Linked DNA regions of Gossypium hirsutum: regions 1 and 2 are each linked to region 3. Evidence: chromatin contacts called from public Hi-C data. All regions are on one chromosome and are shown on one strand. Each heading gives the region's core, a stretch centred on a gene start, on an enhancer-like site or on the middle of the called end of the contact. The rest is flanking DNA. Distances are from core to core; before and after follow the strand shown. Region 1 holds the start of LOC107962848 (copper-transporting ATPase PAA2, chloroplastic). Region 2 has its middle 4.9 kb from the start of LOC107963569. Region 3 has its middle 18 kb from the start of LOC107959996.

The links. A called contact is a pair of places that touch in the nucleus more often than the background predicts.
Region 1: a contact with region 3 is called in a Hi-C map of leaf, with 2.0 times the contacts expected there. The contact joins the promoter of LOC107962848 here to the enhancer-like site in region 3. A contact is called at or near these places in 6 of 34 Hi-C or Micro-C datasets (leaf and petal).
Region 2: a Hi-C map of leaf shows a contact between it and region 3, with 2.9 times the contacts expected there. The contact joins two enhancer-like sites. A contact is called at or near these places in 6 of 34 Hi-C or Micro-C datasets (leaf and petal).

The regions. Positions count from the first base shown.
Region 1 is chrA06:26,834,865-26,839,155 of Gossypium_hirsutum_v2.1, forward strand. It overlaps LOC107962848 (copper-transporting ATPase PAA2, chloroplastic), which reads left to right and starts at 2,646. Exons shown (of 18, transcript XM_016899391.2): 1 at 2,646-3,464; 2 at 3,549-3,626. The coding sequence starts at 2,825.
Region 2 is chrA06:26,145,656-26,150,131 of Gossypium_hirsutum_v2.1, forward strand. No RefSeq gene overlaps it. Among protein-coding and RNA genes, the nearest start is that of LOC107963569, 4.9 kb to the left of the region's middle. Within about 2 kb of position 2,931, at least 5 of the 9 cell types and tissues checked have an H3K27ac peak or open chromatin away from gene starts, as enhancers often do.
Region 3 is chrA06:26,459,815-26,463,908 of Gossypium_hirsutum_v2.1, forward strand. It overlaps the pseudogene LOC107959998. Among protein-coding and RNA genes, the nearest start is that of LOC107959996, 18 kb to the right of the region's middle. Within about 2 kb of position 2,652, at least 5 of the 9 cell types and tissues checked have an H3K27ac peak or open chromatin away from gene starts, as enhancers often do.

The DNA.
Region 1 (4,291 bases), core at 1,396-3,895, 380 kb after region 3:
ATGTTTTTATTCGCAATTATGAACTAATTTTCTAAATACCTGACGGAAATGAACCCTCTGATGAATTCTATCTTTTGATTTCTATTTTACACAATAAATACTTGAATTTTGTTCTCAGTTATGTATGCTTAATTCTTGATTTAATATTTTTGGATTTTTAATTCATGTTTGATATGCTTAATTCAGAGGAGGAATAGACCCTGTTTAAGAGTAGATCTAGCATAATTGAGTGGAGTTGCATGCAATCCTAGAAATAGGATTACATAAATCTACCGTATTAGAGTCAAATCTAATAGGGGAATTCATAGATCGAGTTAATGCGATAATAATGGTTTTAATTAGAAAGGAATTTCAATTAATCAACCTAGAGTCAGTTGTTTTTAGTCTTGAAGATATTAACATAATTTAGGGATTTCTATGGATCAAGATATTAAGTGAATAAATTTTTTAATTTAGATTGATAATGACAAATGCAGTTTAGGTGGATTCTTTCATGGATATTGTTTTGCTTCCTGGTTATTATTCAATTATTTTCCCGATTTGTTCTTTGCCGAGTTCTTAGTTAATTAATTTAGTTAATTTTAGTTTAATTCAATCACTTCAATTTGTCAGTTAAATAATAGAAAGACGGTAATTACTAGTACTTTTAGTCCTTATGGGAACGATATTTATCGATAGGTGCATTTACTTTTGTTGCATTTTTAGTTGGTTTCGTGGACATCAAGTTAATAGGGTAACTAATTATCCAATTCATCATTTCATTACATAACATAACATGATTCAATCCAATTCAAGGCCAATTTCATATTTTTATCAAGTTACACTAGTTTCAGTTCTGTTTAATTTAGTCCTCTATTTCAACAAGCAATCTCAATCATAATAATTCAAATCAAATAATCAATTTCAACTCACCTCAATATCATACTATGCAAAACAATATAAATATGAAACAATTAAAATGATTCAAATAATAGAAATACAAACCGAAGACTCAAGTTACTTGTTGTTGGCTCTCGTCTTTCTTTTCCCTTTTGACGGCCCTGCGTCGTCTTTAGCTACGAATAATAATCCAAGAGTACACAACATCAAATTCCAATTCAAATCACAACCAATTACAAAGTCACACATATTTTGCAATTTATTCTATTTAGTCTCTAAACCCGAGACAAGCATAACTTTCAATCTAAACCCTCAAATTAAAATTCGATTTCACCTATTTTCATTAGGGACCTTCTATTTCCTATTCCTACCAAGATTTCATAATAGTTTTTCATTTTATTCAATTTGATCCCTATTGTACAAACTATTAATTAAACTTTACAATTTAGTCCTTTTTAAACTAATCTTAATTTCTATCAAATTCTCACAAATTTCATCAATTTCTCAACTATGGAAACTTTATAAAACATTGACAGTTTCACAATTTAATACATGTGTTAGCTAGTTCAAGCCCCTATGACCTCAAATCTATAAAAATTAATAAAAAATGACTAGGGACTTATTTAGCCAAGAGCTTCAAAGTTAGCAAAAATAGTGTTTTCCTTTTATGTTTCTTTTTTGTTGAGATGAAGAAGATGAAACTCTCATCTCTCTTTCCTCTAATTGCATTTTATACTATGGTTTTAATTTAATTAAACTAGTTTAATTAAATTAACCTTAATTATTTAAGCTTAATAAATAATTAAATTAAGTAAATGACGCCATCCATCAATGCCCACTAACATATATTTAAAATCGGTATGTTTTCTATTATAGTCCTTTGGTTAATTGTAATTTAAGTCTCCAAGCCTTATTCTAATTAAAAATATATAGTAATTAGACTTTTACAATTTAGTCCCTAAGCCTTAATTACTCACAATTTCGATTAAATCACTTAACTAAATTTCAATTAATCAATACAATAACTCTACAAATATCTCTATTAAATATTACGGATTTAGTTTACGAAAACGAAATTCTAAAACTACATTTTCTAATACTACTAGAAACCAAATCGTTACATTTTACTAGCTTTTAGACTCAACCTCAAAAGCTAAAAAAATAAAGCTTTTGGCTTTTGACTTGTGAATGTAAAATTGTCAAAATATCCTCATTTATTTCATCCCAACAAATTGAAATTTAATTGATTGTGACATAATATACAACTAAATGAATCCATATCATTCAAATATATTTTTAAGCTTGAACTTAGCATTTAGCAATGAACATGTAAATTATTCTAAAACAAGAGCAATGAGCATGTAAATTAATAAAATTTTTTTTTCTCTAATATAGTTTATATGTTTAAATTAAAGTTTACAAATAATTTATATTAATTGCTTTAAAACTATTTAAATTTTATATTTTATATATTAAATTATTAAATTATTTAAATACTATTTAACTTATTTTTTAAGTTCCAATATCATATTTAAAAAATATATTTTTTAATAACAGTGAACAACATTTGAAATTAACAAATCGTATCGTTTTGAAAAGCAATTTTTAACAATGGTGACCTAGCCCCAAGTGTAATGGATTAAAACGCAGCGTTTTGGAATTTTAAGTAAATTGAATATCTCAATTGCTGTTGTCGAATTTCGACCACAAGGTTAGGTGAAGTTCAGTTCAATAATAGCATACAAAAAAACGTGCGGATACAGTTTCAAGATTACATGGCGGATTATAATTGGATAATGTTCTAAAAGGAAATTCAGCTACGGTCCTCTGCGTTTCAACTTTCAACAAGGATCAACATCATTGTCTTCAAATCTTTCTCAGTGCATTTCTTTGGTCATCCTTTTTTTTTTCTAAGAAAAAAAGAAACTCCTTATGCGAACAAACAATGGCAATGGCGGGGGATCTGTTAAGACTCACTGTATTAAATCGGCCAAAGCTCTCTCTCGGTAATGGCGCGAAACTCAAAGCTGACCGCTTTGGCTTGCTAAAACGATGCCCTCGCGGTCGTTTCCATTGTCAGCCTCGGTCAACTCCTGGATTCGTCTTGTTCAGTTCACTGGAGACTAGATTAGAGTCGGAGGAATCATCTATACAGCCGGTAGGACAGAAGCTTAAAGACCCGTCGGTTCTCCTCGATGTCAACGGGATGATGTGCGGCGGATGTGTGTCCCGAGTCAAATCGGTTATCTCTTCCGACGAGCGAGTCGAATCAGTAGTGGTCAACTTGTTGACCGAGACGGCGGCGATCAAGTTGAAGCGGGAGGTGATGGAGAGGGAAACCGCGGAGAGTGTTGCGGAGAGTATAGCTCAGAGGGTGAGCGAGTGCGGGTTCATGGCTAAGATGAGGGTTTCGGGGACTGGAATCGCGGAGAACATGAGGAAGTGGCAGGAAATGTTGAAGAAGAAAGAGGAATTGTTGGTGAAGAGTAGGAATCGAGTGGCTTTTGCTTGGACTTTGGTGGCGCTTTGTTGTGGAGCTCATGCTTCACATATTTTGCACTCCCCAGGGATTCATTTCGGCCATGGTAATTTAATTTAATGCAATTCAATTTCTTATTTAAATTTGATATGTGATAATGACGCCTATGGTTTAATTATGTTTGATTCAGGATCGTTTCTGGAAATCCTTCATAATTCTTATGTCAAAGGAGGATTGGCTTTAACGGCTTTGTTGGGTCCAGGAAGAGGTTTGTTGTTTTATCCCTTATTTTCACATGCATTAACATTTAGGCGGCATGTAAAAAATTCTATGTTTGGATATATGAATTAGAAAATTTTGGATTTATATTTGGTTTGTTATATAAGTTGTCAGGATGAATTGCATACCATAAATTAGTTAAATATTTAATATGATATGTATTTGAAATGTATAGAAACTTGCATGTCAAATTCACAAATGCCTTTAGAAATTTCAAATTCACCGTGAAAAATACCTCCACAAATTCATGAATTTGAAAAATAATCATAATATCTATCTATAGTATATATAAAGTGGCTGATTGAGTTGGTGTCAGGCTGTGAGTTACTAAAATACCTTTACTTTAAAGGGTAATCAGTATTACTTTAAAAGTGTTTTCATCTTTTCATACTCTTATATAAAATTCAAATAAAATAACTAAAAAAAATTATTTGCAAATTGACCACAAGACCAACAAATTCATATAAAAGACCCTTGTCACTCCACTGATAATAATTTATTGATATATTTTATAAATATTTTTTAATGTAAAATCTTGGGTGTAATAATATTAGTTATACTTAAATGTGTTTTATCTCACAATTTAAACTATTTTGATAGCTAATTTTCCAAACAAAACCCATATTTAAGGAAGATATTCCTTGGTCTTTAGGC
Region 2 (4,476 bases), core at 1,681-4,180, 310 kb before region 3:
CGTGTGAAGCCTTAACGTAAGAGATTTTTTTTAAGTTTTTCATGAGTTCTCGATTGGGTCCCGAACCACTCCAGATGTATGTTTTGGGCCTCGTAAGCCCATATATGGGACATATTGTATGTGAAAAGAAAAGTTTTTAACTATTTGAGATTTCATGGCCCTGTTTAGTATGCAAGTGTTAGTAAAAGTCAGGTAGCACCTCGAACCCCGTCCCGGCGTCGGATGCGGGAGAGGGGTGTTACAAAATATATCAAGTGAACCTTCTTGTTATTAGCATCTGACATGAGTACACCTCATATTATATGCATTATATATTCTCCTGTGACGCGTATCACCTCCTGTTTAGTGGCAATACTCGGTAAATACTCAAAATTCGCCTTCAACCATGAAATCTCAAAGTTGTTAATTTATCGCCAACATAATCGGGTGAGCGTCCTAATAAGTCATAGCAAAGGGTTGCTGGATTGGACAATTTACTAAAACTCATGACTGCAATGCCGTCGATTTGGAGCTCGAGTTGCAATGCAACATCTTATAGAGTGATGATGCACTCCCCACACAGCAAATGAAATGTGTGGGTCTCTAAGCCCCACCACTCATCCAAAGCGGAGATCAAGTTGTACTTCAAATCAAACATGCAGATCAATACCGCTGATTCGAATCTGGATGCCTCAAAGTATGGCATAAGACATATATCCAACAGATAACCCACACTGTTGACACGACCCCTTAGTACGTGATACGAATCCTGACCATATTAAATTACTGCAATAGTTAATACATCCCAATTAAATTATTACATTAGTTAATATATCACAATTAAATAAAAAAGTCAATATATACAAATTTTATTATCATCACATTAATCTTATTTGTTGTGTAATCATCTTCTGTGATCAAAGAACCTACTTGGATATCTGCAGTTTGAAAAAAATAAATTAAAGTTTAAACATTTTCAATTATTACCAAAACATGTAAAGATAATACAAAAGAATGCAAATCAACTTAATAGAAAAATAATATCAAAATTATATCATTACAAAAATACTAAATAGTTTGGTTCACAAAAAAATTACAATTACAAAAATAAATTTTTTATTTTATTATACATACGAAAAATTCAACATGCGATCTTTAAATCTAATTCATTCAAATAACATTAAATAATATTTTTTCTACACAAAATATATAAAACATGTAAAAATGTTGTTAAAAATCTCAAACTAACTAAGGACTTCAAGAATATTTTAGGCACTTTAATATTTCTAGTTTAGCCTAAATAAAGACTATTGTAATCAGCTTAAACATACAATTTTAGGGAGACAAAAAATATGCTTAAGGTTTCTATTTTGTTTTTAGTTTTTACTTAGGTTATTTTATATTATTGTAGCCGGAGAATCCTATTCCGAAGTGAGACTTTTGGGAGTGGAGATTGTAACAGAGCTACGCTTTCATCAATAAATCCATGAGCATCTCTTTCCCTTATTCTATTCTTTATATCTCTTTCTTAACATTGCTAGTTGAATGTTTGTGTAAAGATTATAATCAATTTATATTTTATCTATATTTCATAGGTTTAAAATGTATTAATCTTATTAATTGATTGAAAGGTAGGATTTTCTTATCAGATTAGCTGTTTGGGAGAGGAAGAACTTCAACCTAGGCTTGATGACCCTAAGAAGTCATTTAGGTGAAAATTAACCCAAAATTGATATGGCCTATCCATGAACACCTTAGCCCTGCACCAGTCTGGATTGTGAGGTCGAGAGATAAGTAGTTATTACCGACTCATTGTTCTAGTGGACGTGCCGAAAGATTCTACTAGGGTAATGACTAGTTGACTGATCAGAGCTCTACATCAATAATTAATTAGACGAAACAATTGAATCTAGGCTAAAGGAACTCGTATAGTCGAAATAAAGGATATGAGAAGTCGATACATAAATTTAAGAGTAGATTTAAGTTTAATTAAATTTATTTAGTTTATTAATATTATCATCATCTTACTTCCATATTAACACTACTAATTCATGACTCAAAAGTAGATTAGTAATTATTTTCGGTAATTGGTTTGATAACAATTTTCCCCAAATTGTAATCCGTTGAATACGATTCTCGGAGTACTTACTTACTTTGTTGTAACCATATTATAACTTGACTCGTATATTTGTAGACATCGCCTCATTTATATATCTTTTGTTACAATATTCATACTCTAGACATTAATACGTTCGGATGCGGTCAATAATGGTATTGACATACCATTTAGGAATTCAAATATTAATTTTGTATTATCTACGATAAAAAAACCAGAAAAAATCTCTTTTTTTATACTATTTATGCGATAAATCAAGAATGGAGAAGTTATTTAAAAAAGAAGAAGAAGCAAAGTTGGCGTGGAAACAAAGTTTTAACAAATTATTCCTACTCTAAGTAATCTAGCTATTAGGAGACTTGGGAATAGAACAGAGGGCCCCAAATGCTTAAACGCCGATGAAACTCTTAAGCATGCTTTTCGTGAATGTATAGCTGCAAAAGAAATTTGGAACAAGTTGGGTATTACATGGCCACAGGAGGTGAGCAATTTAGAGTATAAGGAATGGATAACTTATTTGATAGAGACGGGTTCCAGAGAGCAATGAAAGGTGTTAGCTTGTGCTATCTGACTGGAGAGGTATCGAGTGATGCATGAGGGTCAGAAGCAATCCCCATCTAATATGATGAATCGGCACACATCTTGGCTACAGTGGGACTAAGAATGGGGGAAACAACTTACCTAGTTGATGAGGTGCCAGGTTTTGTTATGAAGGAGGTGGAGAGAGATAGAAGGCAGTCTGGGTCACGAGTGCCAATATTCCCGATGGATAAGGACGATTACCACGACGGAAAAGGCAATCGATCTAGTGGTGTGGGATAAGCAGTGAAAAGGAAAGCTGATGGAACTAGCAGATAAAAATTCGTTGGCGAACAGAAAAAAGAGCTAACGGGAAGGGATGATCGGCTTTCAGGGGAAATAGAGCAATGAACGAAAGAAGGGTCTCCAAGGAGAGGAAATCCCCAAATGGTTCAGTTTGGATTCTCACGACATAATTTTGTATTTATGGTTATGGTTTTGATTTTGCTTTTCCTTTTTTTTTTGTGGTTTTGCTGTTTAAAATTTATTGTCTTTTTGGTGAACATTAAAAGTTTAATCAAGTGGAATACAACTGTTTAGCATAAAAAAAGTCATCTCTTTATTATATATATGATTTAGTCCTATGAATTGAATATTTTAAATTTCTTTATTTTCCAATGTGTATTTTCAATGGTAAGTTTATTTTCTTTTGTTAATTTTATGTGATTTTTTATTTTTTAAAATGCTATGATGTGACACATATCTTTGTATAATTAAACTTCCTTTTTTTTTTCACATTTAGAAAGATAAAAAAGAGAAAATTTACAATATTTATCTAATTGCAAAAAATGTCGAAGTACATATCATCACACTTGTAAAAAATAAGTCGCTTTAAATTTGAAGAAATTAACGAAAAGAGTTTACTTCATTAATGAAAACGTATATATCCAAAAAGTAGAATCACTAAAAATGATTAATTTATATTATAAGAACTAAACATACTAAAAATGTATTGTATAGGGAGCTTCTATAGAAGTTGACCATTAAATTTTAAAAAAAAAAACTTATTACTAATGTTTCAAGAGGATTGTTGATACAAGTTGTCAATAAGAAGGATAGGATGGTGCATAGGAATATTGGTTCACTATCTGTAACAATTTATTTTTAGTTAAATCAGAATAGTGATTTTGGAACCACAAATCTGATATCAAAATATTTATTTTATTATTTTAATGTCTACATTATGATTGTATGATTGTGTGAAAATTTCGTTAAGAGATTTTATCGTTTGAATGCTTAATTTGATAAAAAGTACTAAATCGCGAAAAATGTAAAACTTGTGTTCTATTAGTTAAAGGTGCCTAATAGCTATAGAACCTTAAAGTAAAAGTCCTTATATGGTAAATAGCCAATAATATGATAGTCGATGATAATGGTTTGGTAATGTTGTAAATTGAATTATTTTTTAAGGTTAATTTTGTAATTAGATAAAATAAGTTTAGTGTAAATAATAAAAGATGAAATAAAATATCATCTTCTTCATAATTTTTAACCTAAGAATCATCCACCGTTGTTGAGAAAGGGAGAGAGCATTCGGCCAACATTTTCTTAAGCATATCAAGAAAAGCGAAATTCAGATTTAGATCGGGGGAAAAACAAAGTATCAGACTAATTAACTTATTTTTTCGTTTTTGCAATCGAGGTAAGTTCGTATTTTAACAAACATTATTATAATTGTGTTTTAAATGTTTTAATATTGAATAAATTGTGAATACGACCTTGCAGACATATTTGACGTTGATTCGAAAAAAGTGAAATCCTGGTTGAACCTTAGGAGGAGATTAGGATACGAATGATATGTA
Region 3 (4,094 bases), core at 1,402-3,901:
CCATTTCTATTAAAACTTTATTTATTTTATATATCTTTTTAATACATATATCATTTTGTTATATTTGAGGGTTATGTAATCTAAGATTACATATGCGATTGAGCTGTCAACATTTGTTATATCAAGTCTCTTTAAATATAATTTCGAATATGAATGTTTATGAGTGCTATAAATAAAGAAAATGTTATTATGAAAATTTTACTTATATTTAAATATTTATCTTTACTTGACTTCAAATTTTTTCGAGCACAAAAATCTCATAAAAATATATATTATTGAGCTTAATTCAATTCTACTTATAAAGATATAAACCTCTCACCCTAAACATAAAATATCTGTTTAATTTGATTAATCAAAATGTTTTTTTTTAATACTCATAATAACAGATAAAGAAAAAGAGACCCAAAAGTTGTAGGTTGCACGTGCGATTTCATCTTTGAAAAACCTACCTTAATGTGAAAAAAAGCGACTTTTTTAGTCAATAACCAGTCTTGTCTTGTCATCATAAAAAAACACAAGTTTTCTTTTTTCATTTTTACCAATTTAATTTTTATTTTCCACGACGATCCATTCAATTGTGTTTTTTTTACTAGTAAATATATATTTTTAAACTATTTGATAAATATATCTTTTAATAAAATAAATATTAAAATATACTATAAATCTTAATACACTTAGTACATTTAAAATTTAATTCTACTATTTTTATTTTTAGGAATTTAATCCTTTTATGTTTTAGAGTAAAAAATTCAGATTCGATTGTTATTATCATTAAAATTCTTTTATTAAATTAATTGATGTGTAATTTTGAAAGTTAAAAAGAAAAAACACTTAGTAGTCATAAGTGACGAAGCCAGAAAATTCTTTTTGCGTCGAAATTAAATTGTATATTTTTACGATAGTAAAGATGTAATTTACCATTTTAATAGACTATATATTTATAATTTTTAAAGGATTAAATAAAATTTTTATTATTTTTGGGCCCAAAGTGTAATTTTACTATTATTAATTTAAAATTTTATAAATTATAAACTGTCTAAATAGAAAATTTTCCATTTTAGGGGGTTGGGCTCCTACCTGCCCCTTTGGCTCTGTCACTGGTAGCCATGTAACAAAAAATAACATTGAAAATGCCGAAGTAGATTTTTTTCATAAAAATACGCCTTCGAATTTGTTATGATAAAATAATTTTTCTTTTGTTGGAATAGTATTCTTAAAATAAATTGACGCCAACATTTTGATTGAAATAATTTATAATATTAACTATTTAGATTAAATAATGACACTACAAAGTAGAGGGACCAAGCTACATAAAAATTGAAATATATAGATTGAATATTAAGTTTCAACATAATAAAATGATTAAAACTAAAATTTGACCATTGTCTTAATACTAAAAAAAAGGCAAGTCAAACCCAAAAAAATGAGAAGCTAACATTTTAATGGAAAAATTAATATTACTGATTATTTGGATTAAATAATAATATTATAAAAATATAGTGATCAAATGATATTAGAAATTAAAATATAAAAATTAAATATCAAGTTTAAGCATAATAGAGAGACTAAAATTAAATTTGAACCATATTTAAAATGTAAAAAGACACTGATGTGACACAAGTCAGTTGAGGAAGGCCCTTATATATATAATTGTATAGATTTAAAATGTAAAAAATAAAAATAAAAATCGGTCGGACACGTGTTAGCCTTCCTTTTACTTACAGTTGTATGGATTAAATTTCTATGTTTAAATTGATATTTCTATGTTTTAAAAATGATACTAAATTTAATTTTCATCACACATTTTAATTCAATTTTATAACGGTTAAAATTGAAAATTGTATTTCATGCTATTTTTCCATTAAAATTTGCTATTAGTTTTTATATTTAGACTAAATTTAATGTTTAGCTCCTACATTTAAAAAGTTTAAAAATTAGTTCTTCTATTTTTATGTAAAAATCTCAATTATAAGTATTTTTTATTAAAATTTACAACTTAAAATTTTAATTAAGTGGTCCTCATATAATATGAAATATAATTAATAAAAAATATTAAATTAGTAAATGTTGATAAAAACTATTAATGACGATGATGTTTAATTTACAATTTTTAAATTAAAAACGTAAAAAGATTAAATTTTAACTTTTAAAGTATAAATGCAAAATCTCAAAATCTATACAAGAGAGGAGTAATAATAATTTTAACCTATTTTTCCTTAACAAAACTTAAAGCATTGGGTTCTTTTTTTCTTTTTCTTTTTTTTTTTTGAAAAATCACTCAGATTATTTAATCAATTAGCGCCGGTCCATTTGTTTATTTTCATGCTTGCTAAAAAAGAAGTGAATTTTACTTTACTAGACCAGATCCGGTGATGTTCGTTCCCTCTCTGTATATTTTACATCTCCGTCTGTTGGTTCGTACGTATCAATCGATTCTTCTTTGGATTTTCTAAAAGATTGAACTTTCGAAATCTTCTTCTTCTTTTTTTTTTGAAAATTTTCTAGGGTTCCTAAGAGGCCGGAGCTTTTTTTCTTTTTTTTGGGGGGGGGGGTGGATGATGGAAGGTGTAAGGTGGTGAGTTAGGGGTTTATATTGTTTTCGTGGAGGGTTTGGTGCATGAGGATTTAATGCTGCCTCTGGTTTATCGACGACGAAGAAGACAACCATGAAGGAAGGGTTTTTGGCAAATGCTGACGACATTGAGGAGAATATTGTAAATGACGGCGACGAAGAAGCTCCCGCCAGTGTCACCGTCGCCCCAGATCGATTTGCATTCTCCGTAAACAGAACACTTAACAGTCGACGACAGAGAGACGAGACATTCTTGTTGTTTGAAGAAATGTCCGCCGCCATGAGGTGCGGTGGCAATTGGGTTGATGCTAAGTCGCTCCCATTGGTTGGCTGCTCGCGTCCTTCCCAGGGTGAGACTAGCGCCTCCGCTTCAACTGCCGTTGAAGATTCTGACTACCATGATTCGCACCATAAACGAGCCAAAGTCTACACTGTTTATCAGTGAGTTAACTGGACAAATGTAGGCAAAATTAGTTAAGAAATTAATTTGTTGCGGTACTTATTCTGCAAAGTTTTTCACTGCAGTGAGAGCACTTCTTACTCATTAGTACCGAGAGAGTATAATAACCACCAATGCTCATCGATTTCATCCAATAAAGGGGTATTTTATCACAATTTCATGTTGAATAGTGGGAGTGATGGGCATCGTTTTGATGGTAATGGTGGGAAAGATGAGGAAAATGAGGGTGATTTGAGAGCTGAAGATTCTGAAATTCGAATGGATCTGACCGACGATTTATTGCATATGGTAGGCAGTTTGTATAATCTACATTATATGTTAGTTTTTTTTTATAATTTTTGTATTGTTTAATCTTATTGAACCTTTTTGTTTGTTTTTCCTGTTTTCAGGTGTTCTCGTTCTTGGATCATCGGAATCTTTGCAACTCAGCCATGGTTTGTAGGCAGTGGCGATCTGCTAGTGCTCATGAGGATTTTTGGAGGTGTTTGAACTTTGAAAACCGGAGTAGATCTCTTGAAAAATGTGAGTTTTAGATTTACTTAATATCTTTACTTCGTTTTCATTTGGTTTATACAGTGTATTCCAAGCAAATGAAGTTCAGAAATTGATTAAATTTGACACTTTCTTTTTTCAGATAAGAAAACTTTATGAGTATGCAATTATATATCAGTTGCGCTTTTATCTTTTATAAATTGAGAATTAACATGTTTGGTGCTTGCTTCCTGAGCAAGAGAATACTCACGTCATATGTTACAGATCTTCATAAATAGCTCAATCTCTATTAATTGTTTGTTCATTACATTATTTTGCATGAGCAAAAGTAGTCCATTGTTGTGATGAAATTTGATGCTGAACTGCAATAATGTTGCATTTTGATTTTGCAGTTGAGGACATGTGTCAACGATATCCTAATGCCACTGAAGTGAATCTGAGTGGAACTCCAATTATCCACCTTCTTGTTATGAAAGCTGTCTATTCGTTATGGTAATATTTTGTCACTATATTTTATGTTCTCTAATAAAATGAATTTTGCATAGCCTCCTGTTAATTTGAATAAATTTT